Regions from separate parts of the Rattus norvegicus genome. Here region 1 is linked to region 2. A link is a contact called in public Hi-C data. All regions are on one chromosome and are shown on one strand. The core of a region is the stretch at or near the end of the contact, and the rest is flanking DNA. Distances in the headings are between cores, read along the strand shown. Region 1 holds the start of Zfp422 (zinc finger protein 422). Region 2 holds the start of Zfand4 (zinc finger AN1-type containing 4).

The links. A called contact is a pair of places that touch in the nucleus more often than the background predicts.
Region 1: a contact with region 2 is called in a Hi-C map of Schwann cells, with 2.6 times the contacts expected there. The contact joins the promoter of Zfp422 here to the promoter of Zfand4 in region 2. A contact is called at or near these places in 2 of 12 Hi-C or Micro-C datasets (the A7r5 cell line and Schwann cells).

What each region holds. Positions count from the first base shown.
Region 1 is chr4:151,559,840-151,563,769 of GRCr8, forward strand. It overlaps Zfp422 (zinc finger protein 422), which reads right to left and starts at 2,600. Exons shown (of 2, transcript NM_001012745.1): 1 at 2,396-2,600; 2 at 1-588. The coding sequence starts at 494.
Region 2 is chr4:150,998,207-151,002,334 of GRCr8, forward strand. Zfand4 (zinc finger AN1-type containing 4) reads left to right here and starts at 1,650. Exons shown (of 10, transcript NM_173332.3): 1 at 1,650-1,743. It overlaps Washc2c (WASH complex subunit 2C), which reads left to right. Exons shown (of 31, transcript NM_199207.2): 31 at 1-95.

The DNA.
Region 1 (3,930 bases), core at 1,350-3,849, 560 kb after region 2:
TTTTCTCCGGTGTGGGTTCTCTGGTGCTGAATGAGGTGGGAACTCTGGCTAAAGCACCGGCCACACTCATCGCAGCAATAGGGCTTCTCCCCGGTGTGAATCCTCTGGTGCTGGATAAGGTTGGAGCTCTGTTTAAATCTCTCTCCACACTCGTCGCACTTATAGGGCTTTTCCCCCGTGTGGATCCGCCGATGCTGAATGAGGTTAGAACTCTGAAAGAAACTTTTCCCACAATCGGCACATTTATGGGATTTCTTCCCAGTGTGGATCTTCTTGTGCTGAAAAAGAGTGGAGCTCTGACTGAAACTCTTAGAACATTTAGTACATTTGTAAGGCTTCTCATCCACGTTTCTTCTCCGTCTACTTAACCCTGAGTCGAAGCGAATGGCCACCCCCCATTTCTGTCGCTGGCGGGCTGTCTTGCGCTTGCTCTCATAGGTTTTTCCTTGGCTTGCACTTCGAGAAATACCCCCCTTAGGCTTTCCTAACCTCATGGTGAGCAGCCAAATGTACTGACAAGAGATTGTACTGTCTTCTGAACTTCTGAACTAAGGTCTCATATCCTAGAGTAACGCAACTCAGAATTTTCTGTAGAAGAAAAAGAAAAATACAGATCAACCGTTAATTCAACATTAACACCTCTTCGATCTGTCAAAACTGCATCCACATTTAAATCAAAGCACACCTAGTACAAAGGAAATGAGCGCACTTTTAAGAGACAAATGCTTGTTAGGGAATTCTAACTCCAGAAGTTAAGCTTAATAAATAACATCATCAATTTGCAATCTTACTGAGTTTGGACAGGCAAAAGAGAAGATGAAGATAACACAGATGTGTTCCGGAGCAGCCACAGAGGGTATTTTTGAAGGACTAAGAAGTAAAAGCAAGATAAAGGCTTAGAGGGAATAGAAAAATAACTGCAAAAGCCGATCAAACTCTTTGCCACACAGCATCTCATGTCCACATCGACTGTGCTACACTTCTCATTTAACAGCTGCTAAGACATTCAAATTCAAAGGAAATGAGGGATTAGATTCTATTTATTCTTATTTGTTTGGCTATTTCTGTAGATGATAACCTAGAAAACTGTGTCAAAAAATAGAAGCTAATCAGTAAAAAAAAAAAAAAAAGTAAAAGTTTCCAAAGAGTTTTATTCAGAAAATACTAGGTGAGAAAACTCTGAAGAAATGTTTTATTCTATTTCTAAGACTACACTACACCAAGAAGAAAAGAGCAATCAAAAGTTTTACATTAATTGTATTTGTTTACATTTAAGGTTGTCTGGAGGCTGTCAAAACAACCCCTTACACACACACACACACACACACACACACACACACACACACACACACACACAAATAGGTGACAGCGTGGGAGGTGTTCAGGGCTGCAAAGCCAAACTGTTAGTGGACTTTCAGTGTTGTAGGCTACTTAACCTACCCTACGAGCAATCAGTAACTGTCCTGAGTTTCCTTGCATACAAGCATTTAAAGGTAGTAAATAAAAACACAAATGACACGTTTCTTGTCTTTTTCTTCTTCTTCTTGATTTTGTTGTATAATAACTCTCCAAGCATAAGAGTGCTCAGGAACTTTTCCGGGGTGTTTAATAATTCTATCTGCTGTAACTGCAGCAAGAGAAAGGGCAAACTGCGTATAACACAGATCTAGAGTAATACCTGCCCATTAACCGTCCCCGTTACGTACGGACCGTTGTGTTAGGTACAATCGCACTAAACAGAAGACGGTGTGTGGGGTACCTGGTACTCAATAAACAGCTATAATGGTAATCATACACTTTCAAGCACATCTTTTTAAATACCGAGGAACTCACGACTGGTTGGAAACTGATGGATTATGAAATCTACCTATGGATGAAATAGTCAAACTTACAAGTAGAATTTTATACAGCTTTATGCTTTTGCCTCCGTTTGTGGATTTGTAAACACAAGCACAAAGCTCCTTTAACACACCCGTCCCAACCCAGGAGCCGCCTCCGGGCCTGTCCGAACTCGGGGAGGGGGGATGGGACGGGGGAGGTGGCCATCGCCCCCCTCCTCTGAACGCCAAGTCCGGTTTTCTGATAGAGGTCCTCAATAGAAAGGAGGCTCCGTAAAGCTGGGTAATGGAGCTCCAGTACGGGGAACCCGTCTAACTGGCATGCACCTGCTTTCTCACCCATTTACCAGAGCAACAAAGCCTCCCCGGCTCCCTCCAAGTCGCTCACAATGGCCCGGTGCAGCCTACGCAGTCGTACAATGGAGTCTTTCTCCGCAGCGAGCCGAGGCGCTCAGGCCGAGACTGACCCCAGGCCGAGGCCGCCCGCCCGGCTCCGTGAAGCGCCGCAGCCCGACCCCACACCGGTCCAGGCCGACCCGCAGGCCTGGCGCACTCACCGTGCAGGCCGCCACGGTGCTCGCCTCCCGCCTCGCCCGCCGGAAGTGCGAGCTCCTAGCGGAGCTGCGGGCCGCTCTAGGAAGAGGCGGAGAGACCCTCTATGGTCCCCAGCCCAGCCCACCGAGTCCTGCGGCTTCTTTAGGCGGTCCTTTTGTATTCCTCGCTTACCACTCAGAAGGCAGACCCACGGACCGCAAGGCCAAGTACCCGCTCTCTTTCTATTCCGGTCGAGCTACACAGAAATTGGCCTTTGTTAGATTCTCCCCACCCCCCAAGCTAGCCCGTCCAACTTGTAAATTGCATTCTTAGTGCTGAGTATCTAGTATAAAGAAAGAACATCAGCCTAAGGTGTAATTCATGTTTTTTGTTTGTTTGTTTTTGTCTTTTTTTTTAAATTATACCACTAAAAAGTCCCGTGAATGAAGTTCTGAAAGACATTGTCCGCACAGGCTGACTGATTAAAATGACAGTGGTGAAGAAAGGTTGGGATGTCCCAGGTCCAGAGGGTAATTACTATTCATCTCGGGCTGCATTCGTTCTTTGTCCACTTATGCGGAAGGACGTGGAACTTCCTGTTAGATAAAACACCTTTGGAATGCATTACACAAAATCCCATTCTCCAATCAAGAGGCTAAGAATAATACTATATTAGATAACATTTACAGCTCAGATGTCTAAACCCACTTCTCTGCAATGTATTTAAAAGTATCTCGATTTATGGCTTTCTTTGTTCTGTTACTGTCAAATTTTCATGAAACCAGTTGCAGGTTGAAAGGTGGAGTTTGGGTAATCTAAATCTGTGTTCCCTGGGCCATGGTCACTCGTGTTTGGATCCAGAATAAAAAAACAAAAAACAAAACAAAAAACAAAAAACAAAAGAAACCTCTTATGACTTTGAAGTGAGGGCTGTGGTTTTGAATCAGTCACTCCCATCAGGGGAAAATGAATGCATTCGGTATACTGGGCAGGAACCCCAGCTTGGAGAGGAAGTTTACTCACGTTCACAATTCGAGTGAACAACTCAGTTTTGGAAAGGCACACATTTACCTCCTTCCCAGGGGAGAGTCCTTCCAGTCTAATGGCTTCGGGTTTGTCACATTGCTGCTGACTCCCCCACAGGCAACCACTGATCCTGGTATCTATAAATGCAACTTCCCACCAAGAAGCTGCATCGTCTGCGGGGCTGGACAGATAAGTGAACTTCTGTGGTTCATTCTGTGTTGGAATGTTGCAGGTCCGGAGCCCAGTTACAACACGTTTTGAGGTATCTTTAGCCACCAAAATAACCACTACTTAGCCCACTTCTGTCAGACTCAACATCCTGTGACTGATAGGTAAAAATAGGTTTGGGGATGTGTTAATTTAACAAAACTGACTTTTCTACAATAAGAAGTCCAAGAGTCATTTGATAGGCAGAGGCCTGCAGCTGGGGTTCCTTCACATTGCTGTAACCACCCACTCCATGCTGCCACTGGCGTGTTTCAAAGTGTCTTGATATATAACTTTCTTTAATCTATTACTACAAAACTTCACG
Region 2 (4,128 bases), core at 400-2,899:
ATACTGCAACAATCACTACTTTTACCCAATGTAGCTAATATTTTTCTGCATTGATTTTAATTATGCTTAAAATTACAAATAAAAAATAAACGCTTCATAGTGGTTTGTTTTTACTTAATAAGAGTGCACAGAAGGGCATGCTACCAGAAGAAATCGCTTTGTGGCTTCACACGTGGGCAAGGAATGCAGAGCGAGCAGCTGTCAGACAGCTGACTCAAAGGTTTTGCTGTGTTGGTGTTCTGAGTGCTGTGATGGTCTAGGCAGGTGAAAAAGGAGGTGAAAGGTTCTAAGCCCAGGAGAACTTTCTACTGAATCCCAAAGATGGGGCTGCAGTCTTCTAAAGGGAACTGTGGTCCTCTGCTGTCTTGATATTGTAAAGAAATTTTATTGGAACACAGCCATTCCATCATGGCTACATTATCCAGCTGTATTCAGGCTACCTAAGTCGGAGTTGAGTACTTGCAGGAAATGGGATGGCTTAATTGTAGGCAAATTTTTGCCTTTCTTAGCTTTTGTCCTCCTCTGTCTGCCCCTTACAATGGTAGGTTACGACAGTGATATGACTTGATGAGGTAATGGAACTTAAAGGAGAGGCTAAAACATCTAAGCTCATCCACTGGATGCTAGAGCCTCTGCTCTGAGTTATTTGTAACCACGATTTCCAGCGCAGGCACTGTTACCCTGTTCTCTTGTTTGTGTTACCATACGATGGCTCTGTCCTCAGTAGAGCTTCAAGTTACAAGCCCAATCATGGGCTGTGTTTAAGAGCAAGAGGATGACAAAAGCCCAGGGCCTCACTGTACCACCCACCTCAATAGTGAGTTGTTGAAACTAGTGGCTCAAGTCTGAGGATAATGGGAGGGTGAGAAGACTGATCGGGGCCAGGGTTCTTTCACAAGTTGACTTCGAGGGAGAGGTTTCATGGTCCTATTCTGCAGTCCACCTAGTAAAACACTTGAGTTGAACTACCTGTGAAGGGAATGAAGCAATAGGGTCTAACCTATATGGACGGCATATATAATAAAAAGCCAGTAGTGTTATATCCCACTTCAGCAACTCGGTGCACAGCAAAAGCATGCTAGGATTTGAGGCCAGGGTGCTACCTGTGTGACTAATAATCTTCAGTATTTGCTCAGTATATGCAAGAGGCATAAAGAAAGTCACAAACTCTTATAAACAAGTCATGAATGTCCCCATTTTGCAGATCACACAATTGAGTCAGAAATATTAGGAGAACGTGGAGCACAGAAAGGGGTGACTAGCCTGGACGTCCTTATAAGTGTACTAGGCTCTGGAAAGGTCATGAGTGGATCGCAAATGCCAAGGACCCTCCTATCCCCAAAGAACCTTAGAAGTGCCCCAGCCAAGGCCCTCCTCTTTGGCGCCGGCTCTTCCCAGATACTGTGGCCCGTCTCCAGTTCTGCTGCCTTGCCCCAGACGGGTACTGCCACTAGTAATAAAGAGTCAACATCCGGGCCTCTTCTAACCGACAACCCTTCCTGAACGCCCGTGCTACCCGGGCGTCCGAGCAACCGCCAGCGTCCGAAGGCTAGGACCCGCCCCTCGCGGGCTGATTGGAGGGCGTCGGCAGCGCTGATCGGCGATTGGTGAGCGGTGTCACAAAGGGCGGGGCCGGAGCTTCGCGGGCCAGCGTCGGCCGGCGTCTCGGGCGCGCGCACTCCTATCGGCCTGCGGGCAGGCGAGCGAGCGAGCGGGCGGACGCGACCACCGGAGGGCGAGCGGGTGAGGGGCGCGGCGGGGCGGGGCGGGGCGCGGCCGGGAGGGCGGGCGGCTGAAAGGCCTCCTGCTCCTTCGCTGCCCTGGCAGGCAGGAGAGGTACGCCCGCCTCAATTGCAGCCTGGTCACACCCTCCACGCTTCTCTGCCTACGGACTCAGGACTCACAGACAAACCGGTCGCGCCCGTGGCTCCGGGTGCTGCTGACCGGACTTTGGGTCTGAGTGTAGCAGCACACCGGCACTTGTGCATCAGTCCCAGGCTAGAGTGTGACTCCAATCTGAAGCTCGATTTTCACGCATCTGTAAAAGTTCAAGAGTCACCTTTTAAAAAGGCTGCAATATATTGTGGGTATATTTATGTTGGGGGAAAATTTTAAAAACTAACTCGTCGTGTGACTAAGTTTCTGTGGACGAGAAGGAACCAAGTCCAAGGTACTGAAATTACTCCTTGAGTGAAGTTATTGCCGCTTTTGTGATTGGTTAGGTTTAGAAATTTAAAAAGATGAAAGAAATGTTTGAAATTCACTTTGGTTTTTCTTTCCCAGTTTTTAAGTTAACTTATCAATTTAAGCATCGTTTTATTTACTTATATAATTTCATATCACTCTTATGTTTTCATTGTCCTTGGTTTTCTGGTGCTCATTCATGAGGACCACGGGCCACTTTGAGCATGCTTGCCGCGGTACACTAGGTCATTGGCCCACTTGAACTTCCGCTTGGCCTTGTAGTATTCTGCTGTGGTTTAGGCCACCTGCACAGCCTTTTATCTTGTTACATTGATTTCCTTTGCTGAGAAGTGTAACACAATTGTTTTCAGTTACGGTTACCATCCTCGGCCCTTTTTGTGTATTGAAAATTATCCCACTGACTGGAACCAATCTTAATGTGGAAGTTCCCACGCCATCGATAATGTACCTACTGCAACACTGATTTCCTTCTATCTATAGTCACTTTATTTTCATTTCAGATCTGTGCATTGAGAAAATCTGTATGTTACCTGTGGCTATTTCACTGTACTGCTGTTTTGTTTTGTTTTGTTTTCTTTTTATAATGCTGGGGGTTTTGTTTTGTTTTGTGAAATTGCAGATTGGGTCCCAGGGCCTAATATGTGCTAGAAAAGTATCACCACGCTTCACATTGACTCTGAGTGTGTAAGGGTAAGTAGTGAAATCCAGACAGTGCCACTGTTTCCATAGTGTACTTGCAACTCCGACCCACAGTCCTGGCAGCACAGTTGTTGTGCTGCTGCTGCTGTTGGTTTCTCATGATTTCCCATGTCCTAGAACTCCACTCAGAACTGTGCCCTCAGCAACAGCGTTTCTTACTGCTATGGCATTGGAGCATTAGCTCTCTGCATAATTCAAGCTTCCTAGGAATGTTTTATATTAGAACTACGAAAACTCCCCTGTACAGGAGAAGTATCTCTGTGTACATGTTTATTGTGATTTATATGAATTCCAGTATAGTGAATCAGAATGTGCCTCCCGGAGGAAACTGGAGTATAACCACTGTTTCATCTCTATGACAGGATAATACCCTTTTGACTATTAATTTAGTCTAATCTAAGGATTAATAGAAAAAGGGAATTGTTTTGAATTGAATTTCACTGAACAACCTTTAATGCGTCCTAAAATGTGCAGAGGGCTGTAGTGACAGACACCGTCCCTCCCTTAGAACACTTGTAGTTTACCAGCATGAGGGACAGACAAGGAAGCTCCTGTTTTGATGGGTATCGTATATGACATGGGTGCAGAAGAGAGTAAGCATGAAAGATTTTGTGGGATCGTGGGAGCGAGGCTTGGGGAGGGGCCTGCTGGGCTGGTTATCACCCAGTCTTTGCACTGTGAGCAGGCATTCTTTCCTTTGAGGTGTGCTCCTATCCTTGGAGCTGAGCTTTCAAAGATTAGGTGCTTCTCGGGAAGCTATGTGTGGGGTTGACCTAAGCAGAACAAAACAGGAGCAATAAGACAGGGGCCACGACTAGAAGCAGAAGGAGCATAGGTGCTGCTGGGGAGTGTAGGTAATGAACATGAAATCTGTACATTGAAAAGTCTTTCCGAGGGGTTTGAACATTGTTGCACAGATGGTGGAAGCCATGATGGGGCCCTGAGCTAGAAATAATAGGATCAGTTTACATTTTCAAAGGATAGCTGTGCTCACATCCTAGGTTATTAGGAAACTGCCAGTTGAAGCCAAAACTGAGAACACCCACAGTTCAAAACGATATGATGGCTTGGAGTGATAGGAGCTCTCCATTCACTGGTGCAGGAAATCAGAATGATTTCGCTACTTTTGCATATTGTTTGGCAGTTTCTTTAAAAGAAAAGCAAACACAGTGGGGCTGGGGGGCTGGCTCAGCTATTGAAGGTAAAGCGCTAACTGTTAAGCAT